2 separate regions of the Gasterosteus aculeatus genome follow, and region 1 is linked to region 2. A link is a contact called in public Hi-C data. All regions are on one chromosome and are shown on one strand. Each heading gives the region's core, a stretch centred on a gene start, on an enhancer-like site or on the middle of the called end of the contact. The rest is flanking DNA. Distances are from core to core; before and after follow the strand shown. Region 1 holds the start of dlgap2b (discs, large (Drosophila) homolog-associated protein 2b). Region 2 overlaps dlgap2b (discs, large (Drosophila) homolog-associated protein 2b).

The links. Hi-C and Micro-C count contacts between places; a contact is called where the count stands out from the background.
Region 1: a Hi-C map of liver shows a contact between it and region 2, with 4 times the contacts expected there. The contact joins the promoter of dlgap2b here to the enhancer-like site in region 2. A contact is called at or near these places in 4 of 6 Hi-C or Micro-C datasets (liver, skeletal muscle, tail fin and 1 more).

Annotation. Positions count from the first base shown.
Region 1 is chr18:8,080,306-8,087,036 of fGasAcu3.hap1.1, reverse strand. It overlaps dlgap2b (discs, large (Drosophila) homolog-associated protein 2b), which reads left to right and starts at 2,109. Exons shown (of 12, transcript XM_078093083.1): 1 at 2,109-2,453. The coding sequence starts at 2,318.
Region 2 is chr18:8,015,046-8,022,683 of fGasAcu3.hap1.1, reverse strand. dlgap2b (discs, large (Drosophila) homolog-associated protein 2b) reads left to right here. Exons shown (of 12, transcript XM_078093083.1): 7 at 533-891; 8 at 2,052-2,137; 9 at 2,218-2,684; 10 at 2,880-2,971; 11 at 4,378-4,530; 12 at 5,681-7,638. The coding sequence ends at 5,893. Among protein-coding and RNA genes, the nearest start is that of dlgap2b, 66 kb to the left of the region's middle. Within about 2 kb of position 2,348, at least 2 of the 9 cell types and tissues checked have open chromatin away from gene starts, as enhancers often do. A contact at or near this core is called in liver, where this site is marked.

The sequences.
Region 1 (6,731 bases), core at 860-3,359, 65 kb before region 2:
GATGGGGAGTAGTGTCACAATGTAAACTAAAATGTTGTAATTGTATAATGGCAGCGTTTACCTATGCAAAACGTGGTTACCATCATTAACACGCTGCAGTGTCTGACTTTTGATTTTTTATTATTATTATTATCTAATTTCTGCACTTTACCACAATTTGTCAGTGACCTCCTGTGTGCCACGTGTGCAGTTTCTTGGCATCAGACACACTAATCACACCAATCGCACTCACTTTAATTCCCATAAATAATATATCCAAGTTTAGGGAAATTTGAAACAAAGTTATCAAGCAAAATTAGAGTATGTAGGAGGAACACATTGACTTGATTGATTTGATTTTCATTCATTTTGTTTTGCTGTTAAGCACTTTCTTACTTGAACATAAACAACAAAAATAAAGTTATTATATTACATATTGACTAATAAAAGTGCATTTTCGTAACTACGGGGAATACGACATTTTAAATGTTTGAACTGCTATTGAGCATCAATTCAACCATTATTCACTTAGTAAAGTTTTTCATTTTTCTGTTTAATTTCCCATGTTAGGTTGTAGAGAAGTGTTACATTATCCTCTATAATAACATTAACAACAATAATGATCATTCATTTCCATTATATTATTATCATTATCAGTCTTCCTTTGCGCAAAAGTCACGGGTATAATATATAGACAATGCTGACTAATATTCAACTGTGACGCTGAAGAGATATACGTGCGCTTTTTCTTAAGTTACGGATTAAGCTGCGACGAGTGGATCACACTAAGTCAAGTTTTCACTTATACTGGATTTCTTTATTACTACCTCCCTGGATTAATCTTAGCCTGGCTGTTAGCTGCAAATAATAAATCACCATGGTTACATGGCTGGGTATGTTACAACATGCCACATTTATCAACAAATGGACTGTTTTGGCACGTTGATGTTTCATCGTACTTGTTACGTGTAGGATAGACATAAACTGACGACCCGGTTCATAAAATTAATAAAATGCATATAGTGTACACCAGAATGCCATGATTCTGAAACTGTGTAATCAATAAAGTAATGACAATAATGTAAAACTGTAATCGAATAACATCAATGTACAGTTATGATTGTATGTAATGTAATTACCTTGAATGCATGCATGTAATACTCAATTTCTGTTTCCTTTTCTGAGCGCAGGTCACATGAAAAATGATCCTAAGATCCGTATCCGAAGACCCAGTCAAAATGAACGAATCATTTCTGTTTTCTCTACCAGTGCTGAGCCTATGCAGGTCACGTGAAAAATGATCTAAAGATTTGTATCCGGCAGATGAACGAATCGTTCACCTCCCGACCGAGTCTTCGGGTCAATGATTCATTCATCGTTCATTTTTCACGTGACCTGCATAGGCTCAGCACCACTTGGTTGGCAGAAGGATCAGTTTCCACGTGGCCTGCATTCAATGAATCATTTCTGTTTTCTTGGCTGAGCCTATTCAAGTCCCGATGCGTGGCCACGAGAAAATGAACGAATCTTTTTTTGAGAGGACCGGTTACTCTCAAGTCCTTGTAAGGATTCGTTCAAAATGAACGAATCGTTCACAAACGACACATCACTATTCTCGAGTTCGCTGGTGGAGGCAACAGACAGGTACTGGGGGGTCAATGGGCCCTGGGGCCTCTTGGTTGCAAAGACCAGCGGCTCCTCAACTGAGATGTTCTTTTTACCACAACACCCGTTCTTTCTCTCTAACCCTAACCCTAACCCTATTTAACCTTTCGATCTGCGATGCCCTTTGTCCGCCCAGCGTTTCTTCATTTTTGAACACAATGGACGCCACTTATCTATAGCAAATTGTAAATTGGCTTATTTGAGGAAATTACACTTGTTTCTTGCTCTTCTGAGTTTGTATCCCTATGGTTGAAGGCACTTATTGTAAGTCGCTTTGGATAAAAGCGTCAGCTAAATGACATGTAATGTAATGTAATCCGCCTTTTAGCCGGTTGAAATAAGGTCTTAGATGTTTAGACCTCATTTCAACCCGAAACTACGTCTTGAGCTCACTGGGTAGTATCACCATTGTAATTATTATTATCATAAATAGAAGTAGGCAACTGCGCTCCAGGAGCGGACTTGGTGAAAATGGCGCCTGGCATCGGCTGCCTCCGCAGGCGCAGCTGTGCGCTCGCTGACCACATCAGGGCATCATTATAATTCCTCTCCGGAGAATGGAGTCAGCAGCTGCATCGGGACTTGCGTCGGGCAAGAAAACCCACACAAGCCGCCGCCGCCGCCGTCATCATCATCATCATCATCATGGGAACCTCCGGCCGCTCTGTCGCAGATGTTTCTAACCGACGAGACCATGCACATCCTCCGGGGCACCAGGAGACGTGATCGTCTCTCACTTGTTTACCGTCCGTTCACGATCGAAGAAGAAGTGACCTTCTCCGAGGAGGAAGATGTCAGCGATGAAAAAGGTAGGAGGGAAGAAAGCACCGCGCAGTGTTCGTGCACGTTGGCTGCTGCTGCTGCTGTTGTTGCGCTTCGCGGCGTTTCTCCTCGGCCAGGTGCGTGTCGCACTTCACGTCACGTTGAAAGTGCAAAATGTCAGAAAGTTGTGCAGCGCATGAAATGAAAAGACTCTTTGCACTTGTCGGGGTGTTTCCCGGGCAGATTAATCGATACCATTCAGATACCACCGAATGATGCATGACGCGTGGGTGAGGTGCGGGGAGAACCTATAGGGGCCTACATGTGTTTGGAGGTGGAGAGGAGGCTGTGGGTGCCATTGTTTCTCCCTCAAGTTTCTTCTGTCTGTACACACACACACACACACACACACACACACACACACACACACACACTCCCATCGTGCTGCTCCTCTCCATTCACTCAATGTGTATGTGCGTATGTGCATGTCTGGAGTATTGTACTATATCTGTCATCCACCTTTTCATCTGTCACAGGTGTTACCATGGCTACTACAGACTCACTGCTGTCTTTTCTTTGAGAAGGACTCAGGTAAGAGATGGGAGGGGCGATCGAGTGAAAAACAGTGAGGGGGGTACCGTTCACTTCTGTGGCTTTACAGTAGCAGGGATCTGAAGGAATGAGATGCTACCGGGTTCTTTCAAGATTAGGATGAGATCATTTTGGCTTCCTGTAGTTGTTTTGGGGGTCTGTTAGTCTAGTGGTTTATCTTTTCCTTATTGTCAAATAATAACTCACCAAAGAACAAATCAATCATGGTTTTTGCTTTTTCAGCCAGCACCCAAAATGTTTCCGTTACCTACATTTTTGGAGCCGTCACTGAGCCACACTAATGACATTTTCAATTTAGTAAACACAGGTATTAAAAGTTCTGACATATTTCATGATCTAAAGCCACGTATTCGGCTTGTTACAGACTGTTCATTGGCCTCGGGGGCAGAGGTGCTGAATGAGGATTTGTTTGAAGGTCTACATCACAATCATGTCAGTGCAGGTGAATCCACCCAAACGTGTAGTTGTATCTCGAAAATCTTGAACATACAAATTCGTAACAATACATAGGAACTGGCGGTGGTTAACCACGCCCCTTGAGTGAACAACATGGCGGACCATGTCGGATTCTTGAGTGAACGTCTCTCCGCCATGTTGGATTTTTTCAGGGGGTTAGGGTTAGTATTCTATTCTTACAAGTTAACATTGGTTTCTCGTTAAAAATGCAACACGTTTATTTTACATCGTTAGACTTCACGAAGTGTGTTTACGGGGTGCAGGTCCTCATTCACTTTGAATAGGGTGACGTCATCAGTTGCAGTCCGTATTTATTTCGTATGTATCACTACGAATTTGTATGTTCAAGATTTTTGTATACATTTTTACGAACAGGTTTTGGAGATCAGGCTGCTCAATCTTGTCTTTTTTAACAATTCAACATTCTATTGTTTATTAAAAGTTATTAAAGCGAGCTGCAGAAAAATAGTATACAAAAACGGACTGACACATTTTTGGTTGGCTCCATCGAGTTCTTTTTGTGTCCACCTGATAAATGTTATATATACTCTACTTTTAGTTTTCCCCATCAGCTGTTGGGAGAAAATCTGGACTGGACCACAACAGTAAAGCTGTGGGCTGTAAACAACGAGATGTCGAACTGCTCCAGTTAGAGATTTAAAGAAAACTTTAATTGGAGTTATCACTATAAGCAACAACGTTCACACACACACACACACACACACACACACACACACACACACACACACACACACACACACACACACACACACACACACACACACACACACACACACACACACACGCACACACACACACACACGTGATGATGAGATGAGATATTTATCTACCATCCAGCCAGATTCATGATGGGAAATTATATAAACAGACAGTCAGAGATGACAAATCAACTGTGCATAATGAGGTGGAGGTGTTGTGTGGAATATTTGGTCACGGAGCATAAAGGAGATAGCGGTTAATTAGGTAAACTCTGCCCGGCTCTTTTCCTCAGCAGAGGTCGGAGCTCTGAGATCCATCCAAAGGAAAAACACTCCAGGGGTCAGCTGCCTTTCTCCTGGCAATTTTTGGCATTCTAGAGGATCAAATACTGGCTCACATCAGGAAAAACATCAAATACCATCACTTCCACTGTGATGCTTTTGAAGCCAAAGGCCAAGACAAAATCATAAAAGAGACATGTTACATTTTGTAATTTTATCTGTGACCTGGTTATAAATATCTCAAACTGACACAAAGTATTAACAAGATTTTTGAGACAAGAGAACAGAACAGGAGCATAATTCACCAAAGAACCTCACGTTTTAAGTCACATTTGGCTACTTTTGCAGTGAAGCTTTCCCTTTTATCATTAACGATTTTTGCAAATTCAGCCCGACATTAATCGTTGCCTTGTGTCTTTAGTGCAGCAGTGTCGTCCTAAATCGCAACACCATTATTACACAAATGCTGTAGGATCTCAACTGTCACTGCGTTTGCTCAAAAAAGATCAGACGGTAAACAGTATGTGTTAATTATGTTCTGAAAATGTCTTTTCAAGCATAATGAATAGGCCGACCTTGGAGTTTCGACACACGTCAGAGATTATCTGCGAGTTAATCGTGTGTAGGGTCCTTCTGTACTTTTACGGGCTTCGTCAGCACAAAGTTTCCAGGTGAAGTAAATGAGGAGGAGGGAACATCTCTGCTTTTGTGATGTGCACAACCTAAAGAATTGTTCTGCTTTTTTTCTCCTTTCTTTATCAGCCCTCCGGAGCTCTTGATCTTACCTTGCTCATCATTTTCTCAAGGTTGACGCAGAATGTTAATGAGTGCGTGGACTGGATGATTTTAAGGAATGTAAAGCAAGGAGGAGCATTTCTGCTGCTTATTGCCTTTTATGTGGATGCGTTAAAGCTTTAAAAATGAACACTTATAGTTTGTGTTGCTTTAAATGTTTTTTTAAAATCTAGAACCCAAATTACGGCACAAATGTGTGAATGCACTTATTGTACGTCGCTTTGGATAACAGCGTCCGCTAAATGACATGTAATGTAATGTAATGTAATCTCAAAATGTCCAAAAGCACTCCAGGTGGGTTTCACACCACCAGGTGGAGCTCTTTAAACGACTGCGCTTCAAAACGACAGGCCTGATGGTGCATTTCAAAAAGCGACCATTTCAGAATGCGTTACGTTATCCGTTACTGAGTGCTTTTGAAAATCTTTGCAGGCTCTCAATAGGATGTGTCATCCGCAGTGCAAGGTTAAATATGTTAGACGTGAAAGCAGAAGGAATCACCGGAGGACGAGTCTCTCTCCTGTTACCTTGGCAGCTCCGGTGTTGTGCCAACGCTCTTACACAAGTACGCACATATCATTTGGGTTTTTATTTTGGCGCAGTTTAGGGAATTGGAGCAGTGGTCTTGCAAACCAGAGCAGCTGGTTTCAAATGGAGAAATTACGATGTGGATGGGGTTGACGAAAAAAACCCAATGGGACATCTAACCGGATATATACATGCTGTTAATAACATACTAATGACCTAATAAGGATCATGCAATATCAGTCCACTTTGTGTTGCTGTCAGTCAGTATGTAGTAGAATGATAGAAGTGGAGATCTGCTGCTCTATGGCAGTGACTATCCATCATGTTTGTTTAAAAGTTGTAATGTAGAAAAAAATGACAAGGAAACACCGCGGCATCTACGTTCAGACGTAGACAAGGTTTTACATTGTTGTGCGTTAGCTTTGTGTTTCAACCTCCTTGTTTTCCGTCTGCGTCAGCCATGGCCGCCGAGTCTTTTTTCATCTGCTGAAGGAGCGCTAATATTTCTCTTGAGAAGCAACCCCACTCCTTCAGAATACCAATAAGTCTTACAATGGACCCCAAATCGATATGATCCTTCCCAAATCTGTATTCATTCCTCTTTCCCGATTGTCTCTTAACCTTAAGTCTCTACTGTGCGGCAGAATGTGAGGGGAATGATAGTCTTCTGTAATTGGCTTGTATCTCGTGCAGACAAAGTGGTACAATCGGTTCTGACTTGCCTCCTGTTCTTCGCTTTTGTGCGTTGATTGTATGCCATTTAAACACCAGGCACATGGCCTAAAAAATGATCTCGGTGACGTCGGCAGGGTCCCAACCAGAGCAGGAACATCCCTCTCCCCTTCTGTCAGACGAGTGATGTCATCAAAGGGAGAGTGCGAGGTTGGCTGAGGCTTCATCGAGCTTGACGTTTTACCACCGTTGGAACCGGTC
Region 2 (7,638 bases), core at 1,099-3,598:
CAGAAGGTTTATACTTTGCATGATACGCAGATGTAAGATAGAAGATAAAAAAACTCAGAAATGTAGATTGTGGATCAACTAATGTTGACTTAACCGATGGAATGACTGTAGCCAACTTAGTTTATGTATAGAAACCTCTTAAAATAGAGATATTAATTTATCAGGATTTTCCAAAACTATGTGAGTTCACACCTTTTAGCTCAGAAAAGAAAGATATCCAACCAGTCAAGTTGGTTCTTTTCCAACTCTGCTGTGAGGTCCATCTGGATGGATTATCATCACACCCTCAGAAGAGCAAATCCTTCCCATAATACTTCCCTGCCCCTCCCCAAATAAACACAGACGTATTACAAGGCTGCTGTTGCTTTTCATCCTCTTCTCTGCTGTCACGCGCTGTGTGATCCAGGTGAACTGCGGGACTCGGCCCCTTTGTCAGCTTCTGGCAAACGTTTTTCACTCTCACGTTTGTATTTCATCCCCCTGCCCTTGTCTTGCCTTGTCCTCGTCTTCTCACCTTGCTTGTGCTGTGCAGCGGTATCATATCCTCCCAGTTACAAGAAGACCGCACCTCCCGTGCCGCCGCGCGGCGCCCCCAAGCCCCTCATCTCCGTGACGGCCCAGAGCAGTACGGAATCCACCCAAGATGCCTACCAGGAGGGCCGGCACCCGCGGGGCGGCCTTTGGACCACGGACAGCCTCGGCCGTCCCATCTACAGCTCCGCGGACAGCCTGGACAGCACCAAGGCCGTCACCATGGCGATGGAGTCGGCAGCCGGCAAGAGGCACGCGTCTTCGGGCAGCCACACCTCGGTGCAGACGTGCGACAAAGCGGTGCTGGTGTCCAAGGCCGAGGAGTACCTCAAAACCCCGCGTTCTTCTATCGGGATACAGGTGACGACATCACCGGCGACGCCCGACAGTTTGACGCCCTCTTTGCATTCAGCGCACTCGCCGCTATGCTAATTACAGCAATCTCGCCCGTCTCCTTCTATTCTAGTCTCTGCTGAAAGGATGTGATCAGAGCGTTAATATGTATGAGAGGTGCCCTGTAAAAGCATTTCTCTTCAATCAACCCAACGCCGGTTTTATTAGAAGGCAACGGGCACAATTTGATGTACTTTGGGTAATTGTTTTACTTGCATTGCATTATTGGATTATTATCTAACAAGAGGATTAGATTTATTTGTTGAAGACTTAATGACGTTGACAGTCAGATTTCATAATGTTGAACTAATACAGCGTATTAGTATACGTGCAAATGAGTTAATTCTGTTATTAATTCATTCATTCTTTTTCTTTTTACCAATTCCCAAATGTACCAACCTGTGTGAAGTACTTGTTGACCTTTACGGGTATCAGGCTGTATTACATGAACAGGGCTTATTTAAAAGCAGCGGTATTGAAGAGCAAAATAAGGATCTCTCTTGCTCATGTCTGTCCTGATTGTAATAAGAATCCCACCTGAACAAAAAAGGTGAAGAAGAGCATTCTGCTTTGTTTGATAGATACTGCATCCTCAAATTACCTCCGTTTTCAGCCCGGATGTCTGTCCGTGTAGATGACGTCCGAACTGCATGTCGCCCACAGACGTCTCTTGCAGACAGCGGCGAGCACGGTGTTGGAAATAATTGACGGTCGTCTTGCAAATGTAGCTGTTTAGAGAGAACGCGGACTGGCCGTGAACTAAAGCATCCGGGTGATGATTGATCTTGACACGTTTTTTGATTTGTCTTTTTACCAAAATCCTGGATCAGGTTAAACTTAATCAATACAGCACTAACTGGATTGTTAAAACCTTTGGAACGCACTAACTGGCAACCTTCAAACCGTGTGTCAATCTGACTGATTACAGGTTGGTCTCGGTTGTGATTCAAATCACAACTTTCTGCAATGGCCTTTTCTTCAAAAATTGTCCCAACTCCAATCAACACATCAAGAACATTTCCAAATGTAAAGCTGTCATTTTAAGTGGCGCATCCGCATGAAGGGGAACCACTCATTTCAGTTGTTGACGACGTTTTTCACGGTGTTCTGTTTCGTGCATTTGTCAGGTGGAAACTGTGACGGACTCTGAGTCGGAAAGCAAAGGCCTCCCTCAGTTCCACTCTATAGGAATCCAGGTGGAGGACCACAAACGGTACGTCGCTCAGACAGAAGAAGCACAGCGTCCGTTTGTGCTTTTCGTTAAGCGCTGTCCACGTTTCTTGTGCATTTTAGACACGGGAGGTTCAAGCGCTCCAACAGCGTGACAACAGCAGTGCAAGCCGACATGGAGCTGGAGGGCTTTCCCTCCATGGAGGACAAAGGTCTGCAGTTCGGCGGCGGCTTCGGTCGCCACTCTGAGCCCAGCACGCCCACGCAGTACGGCGCCATCCGCACGGTGCGCACGCAAGGCCTGTTCAGCTACAGGGAGGACTACCGGCCCTCCAGCGGGCCCCCCAGCCCACAGCCGGAAGCCTGGCTTGCCGAGCCCAGCCTGGAGGGCGCAGACACAGGCAGAGTGTCCCCGCTCCGCAGGGACGGCAGCTGGTTCATGCAGCTCCTTCACAATGAAACCAAGCGGCTGGAGGGATGGTGCAAAGAGATGGAGAGAGAAGCGGAGGAGCACGATCTGACAGAGGAGAGTGAGTGTCCCGGGGGAAACTACAGTCTTGTCAAAACGGGAGCCGCTTTAGTTGTCCCAGGTCAATGCTTTCTCGATACGTGCTCTATAATCATTGCTTTTTAGGCAGCGTGTGAAACCGTAGCCACAGCACCAGCTAACACTCGGGCAGAGACACAATTGTAATTGTAATTTGTGACCACATCGGATGAATGTGAATAACTCAACATGTTAATCTCTCTTTCTCTCTGTCCCTCTGTCTCCATGTGTCCACCAGTCCTGGGAAAAATCCGGAGTGCGGTGGGAAGCGCTCAGCTACTGATGTCTCAAAAGTTTCAGCAGTTTTACTGGCTGTGTCAGCAGAATCTGGTGAGTGGTGTTTACAAGAGCACGTTGTTGACTTACCTGGAAAGATCACAAAGATCCGGGTCAAACTTGTTGGTAGGGCCGTCTTTGCCGGCGCTCTGAGGAAGGAGCTCGGTCTGACGCTTGCACTCCAGAAATAGAGCGCAGGGATCAATAGCGAAGCGGCCCCCGTTGACCCCGCCGTGAACGAAGGGGGAATTCCAACGGGCGGCGGCACCCGTGCCGAGCGTTTGAATAATGGACCGCCGCGCCGTCTCGCTGTTCATTCCTCACGTCGACTACAGAATCAGACCTTTTCCAAAGCCGGCTGTTAACACAGTGCGCACATGATAGTATCGTAAGTGGGAATGTTTTTGCGAATACAGCAGAGGTGAAAAATACAGTGAAAAGAGAAAGGCAGGCACCTAATCACACCTCACTAAAGCGCTGTTTGAATGAAATGCAAAAATAACATGAAATCAACCTGTTCTTTCACTGCCTTGTGATTTTTTTGGTGCACTGTGTGTGTGTGTTTGTGTGCGCTTTTGATCGCCCTCTTCCCCCATGGATAATAAGATGACAGATAAAGGGTCATCAGGTCGACCAGAGAGCGGCTCCGTCTTCCCTTCTGGCCCCGAGGAGGAGGAACTGCATTGTGTGTCCGCAGACAGTTTGACTCGACAGACCCTTTCTCGGTCTGAGATCACACTAGTTCCTTGTTTACTGTCTGTGGCAATGAGCACATGTCTGTGTGGGGCTGCATGACGAGATTAGCGTGAGCCGTGATCATCAGTTGACGCAACACAAGCCAAGTGGGGATCGCAGGTATCGGGAGCATTGAACAACGCATTGTTTGTCATTTAAAGACAATTTATTCAGATATTCCTCGAAATCAAATCATTAAATAACAGTCAAATCTGTGGTGACTGTGATTTGTGTGCTGACAGAAAATTCTAAAAAGGGAAGATTAAAGCATTTCTTTCCGCCATGTATCACCTCGTAGGACCTTTAATGATTAAGAATCTTACTTTCTGCTCACAATAGATAAAATCTGCTGTTCAAAGAAAGGATGCAATGAAAGGCAACGGAGGGAAAAGGCCGAGGTTGTGAGTCATTGTTGGTGCCGTACTGCCACACAGTGGTGGGAATGGGGAGGTGGCAACGAGGAGCAAAATGTCCTGAAAACGAATGGGGAGTTAACATAGAATTGTTTCTGGGTTTTTTTGTTTTTATAATTATTTAGGAAAAGTTTGCATTTGTTGTTGCCCTTTAATGTAATAATGACGTTAATAATAATGTGTTATATTGCTGGTAGAAGTCCAAGCTTCCGTAGATTTTGTCTGCTAATCAGTGTCCTTAACAAAGAAGGACGGTCATTTTAGTCGAGTACAAAACAGGCCTCTACATGTGGTGCTGCACCGTCTCCCCAGGACCCCAGTGCCATGCCCAGACCCACATCTCAGGACCTGGCGGGATTCTGGGACCTCCTGCAGCTTTCCATCGATGACGTCACTGCCAAGTTTGATGAGCTGCAGCAGATCAAGAGCAACCGTTGGCAGCTGGTGGAGAGTCCGGATAAGAAGGTACAGCATCCAGAAGCTCGTCACCATTAGTCTAAGTGGTTTCCGGATGAACTCACTTAGCTTTTGAGGAAACTAACCCGACGACATCCGCCTTCCTTTCACAGGCTTATGACCAGTAGGAGGTTGATCATTCTTGTCATAACACTGCAGGGACAACTGTTAGACGGCAACACCCGTTCAGCCCTGACAGATTGTAACGTCTTCTATCTGGGAACCATTTAGGACTCATTTTATCTCTCACACCCACACTGTGTGCAGTGATCCCGTCCGCTATTATCGTAACTCATGTTTAGTAAAATACCGAACAAAGCCACCCAAAACTATTGTACTTATTGGAAATTCATACAGACAGTTTGATTTGGAGATTTCCTGTCAACAGACTAACTAAAACGACACGTGCTGAAACTAAATGGCAACATTAAAAACAAAAAAACAAATACATATGTCGCTGTACATAATGACAAACCCATTATTGTTTGATATTAAGATATTTATTAAAGTATCTGATAAATTGCTAACTGCGGAAATGATTTAGATGAGGGAGAAGAAAGACATTAGGACACGCGGCGGGTTTAGAGACCCTTTGGTCCATAGATAGTTACAGGTCTAGTTGTGAGTTAAGAGTTATTTAAATAGGGACCCAGACGCTCTGTTGGGCTTCTCCCCCTTTAAGGAAAGCACAGTTCCACAACAGAGCCAAGCGATGAGAAAAGCTCGCCATGCATTTAAAAGCTTGTGTGATTTCGCTCTCAAGATGTGTGGGTGGGTGAAATTTCAGGGCCTTCTTCAGGTAAATGATTTTCAACGGTGAGGTTCTGGCTGGATAATCAGTCTGCTGTGCACTGCGTAGTGAATATCTATCATGTTCCCACTGGTTATTCATAGTCTATCTGGTTTGTTTTTTTATGATGATGAAATAAATATTTACCAAACTTAATAAAATAATACAACAATATTCCAATTAATATTTCTAATAAAGTTGTATTATGTGTAAAGGAAGTGTTTTCTGAAGACAATTATGACAGATAATTAGATATTCTTATCGATTGTTGGAGCTATCCAGCTTGATGGAGATGCTTTGTTTGGTTATTATGTCCCAGATACGCCGCACTAACGATAAGCCTTTGTCTCGATCATTCTGTGTGCGAAGGAGCAAAAGTGGCCCCCACCTCTGGCAAAGCGGCCGTCCAAGGGCCGCGGCGTGATGCGAGAGCGCTCCCTGGACCTTCAGGACCGCCAGCGGCAGGAAGCCCGCCGACGCCTCATGGCCGCCAAGCGAGCGGCTTCTTTCAGACAGAACTCGGTCACAGAGCGGGCAGACAGCATCGAGATCTACATCCCCGAAGCCCAGACGCGGCTTTGAGGTCCCCGGGTTCACCCTATAGGCGCCTCTCGTCCACGTCCACGTCCAAAACCAGCGTTGTCACAACCAGCCCGCCGTTACAGTCCGTCACCATCGCTCGCCCAACGCTTTCCCATCAACCGTCGCCATTCTCTGGGTTGTCCCCGCTGAAGCTACACTAGGCAAGGTCGCGGTTGTAAACGTGTCCTTTTGTTTGGTCCTGTCGACGTGGGGAAGAAGGCCCGACCCTCCCTGAGTGACAAAGATCAGAAGGTCAAAAACCGAGAAAATGACTTTCCTCCTTTTTCCCTTTTTGGTATTTTGGTTAAAACGTGTGGCGGATCAGCCGCGTTGGTAAACACGAGCTGCTAACAGTTGAACAGAAGTTTGCCTAGTGTAGCTTTAAACCGCTCAGAGGGACTTTCCGACCCACCAGAATGAGCCGCCATGTCCCCAAAACGATCATTCCACCTGTCAGCAACATCGTGTCAAGTTAAAAGCATTACTGTTGAACCTCCAGTGTCGGCCCTCGTCGCCGTTCGCCCACTTCAGGGTAACGCTGCCCGTGCCACGTTCAAAGGGAAACACAAAGTGCCACTGACTTTGCCACCAGCAACAACAGTCCGAGGCTGGAGCTCCCTGCGAGACGGAACATCGGCAGTGAAGTGACGTTTCTCGGTGAGGCAAAAAAAAAAAAAGGCCAATGGAAATGAAGCAAAAGCAAATGGAATTATTTTTGATCAGAACGTCTAACGGAGGCGGCTGAAGCCCGGTAGCGCGGCCGGTCCATTCCTTACCCGTCAAGGAGAACGGGTGCAGAAGTGTTTGACAGCGTGTCTGAGGTGCTGCACAACTTATCATCCTCCATCCATCTTTAAACAGGCATGCTGCAGCTGCTGGCCCATGTGGCTGAATGAGATCTGAAAAATAAGTCCTAGACCTTTTCCATTGGGCCATTTATTCATTTCACGTTCCCTTAACAACACGCCGCTCTTAGGACTGTATATTTTAAAGTTATGTGCGTAATTTGCTGCTGGATACATTTCCATTGCAGAACAAATATGAATTATTAACAAAGACAGTTTTGCGCAGCCTGGAAGAGGGGACTGTAGGTGCATTTTGCACCGTGTAATATTCATGTTTGTATTTCCAAGGGAAATGTAGTTTATGAAGCTCATGTGATATTGTTGCAGTTGAATTGCAAGATCAGATATGGAAAATTCACTTGTTATACTGCAGGTCATATGAACTGCACCGTGTGTTGTTTTGTTTACATTTATTTTGCGCGTAATTACACTATTAATTATACTTAAAGTATCTATCATCTGACCACCATCCTGATCTACAGTATATATTTTGTATTTAAAGTTGAATCAGTTGTGAGTGGACAGGACAGTGCGTCTGTCCAGCTGGAAGGACCCATGTCTCAGAACGCACATGGTCCAACCTTTTGTCTTTGAAAACCCTTCTGTTGTCGTTCTGATCTGCTCGTGTGGTCCGGGAACGAACGGTGCAAGTGACACTTTAACAATATTCAGTTACTGTAGTAAATGGTGCTGCTTTTTACTCTTAAAACTGTTGTCCTTTACCCAGTCGTATGTGCGCACACACACTCACACACGCTCACACTCACTCAAGGACTTTTTAAACAAAGATGTATTAATATGGTGCACGTTGTCTCTCCAAGGACCTTTGGTAGATTAGGACTTGAGAAAAGGTAATCTTTGCAATGCCCTTAGTGATTTAAATCAGGAGACGGTTTCATG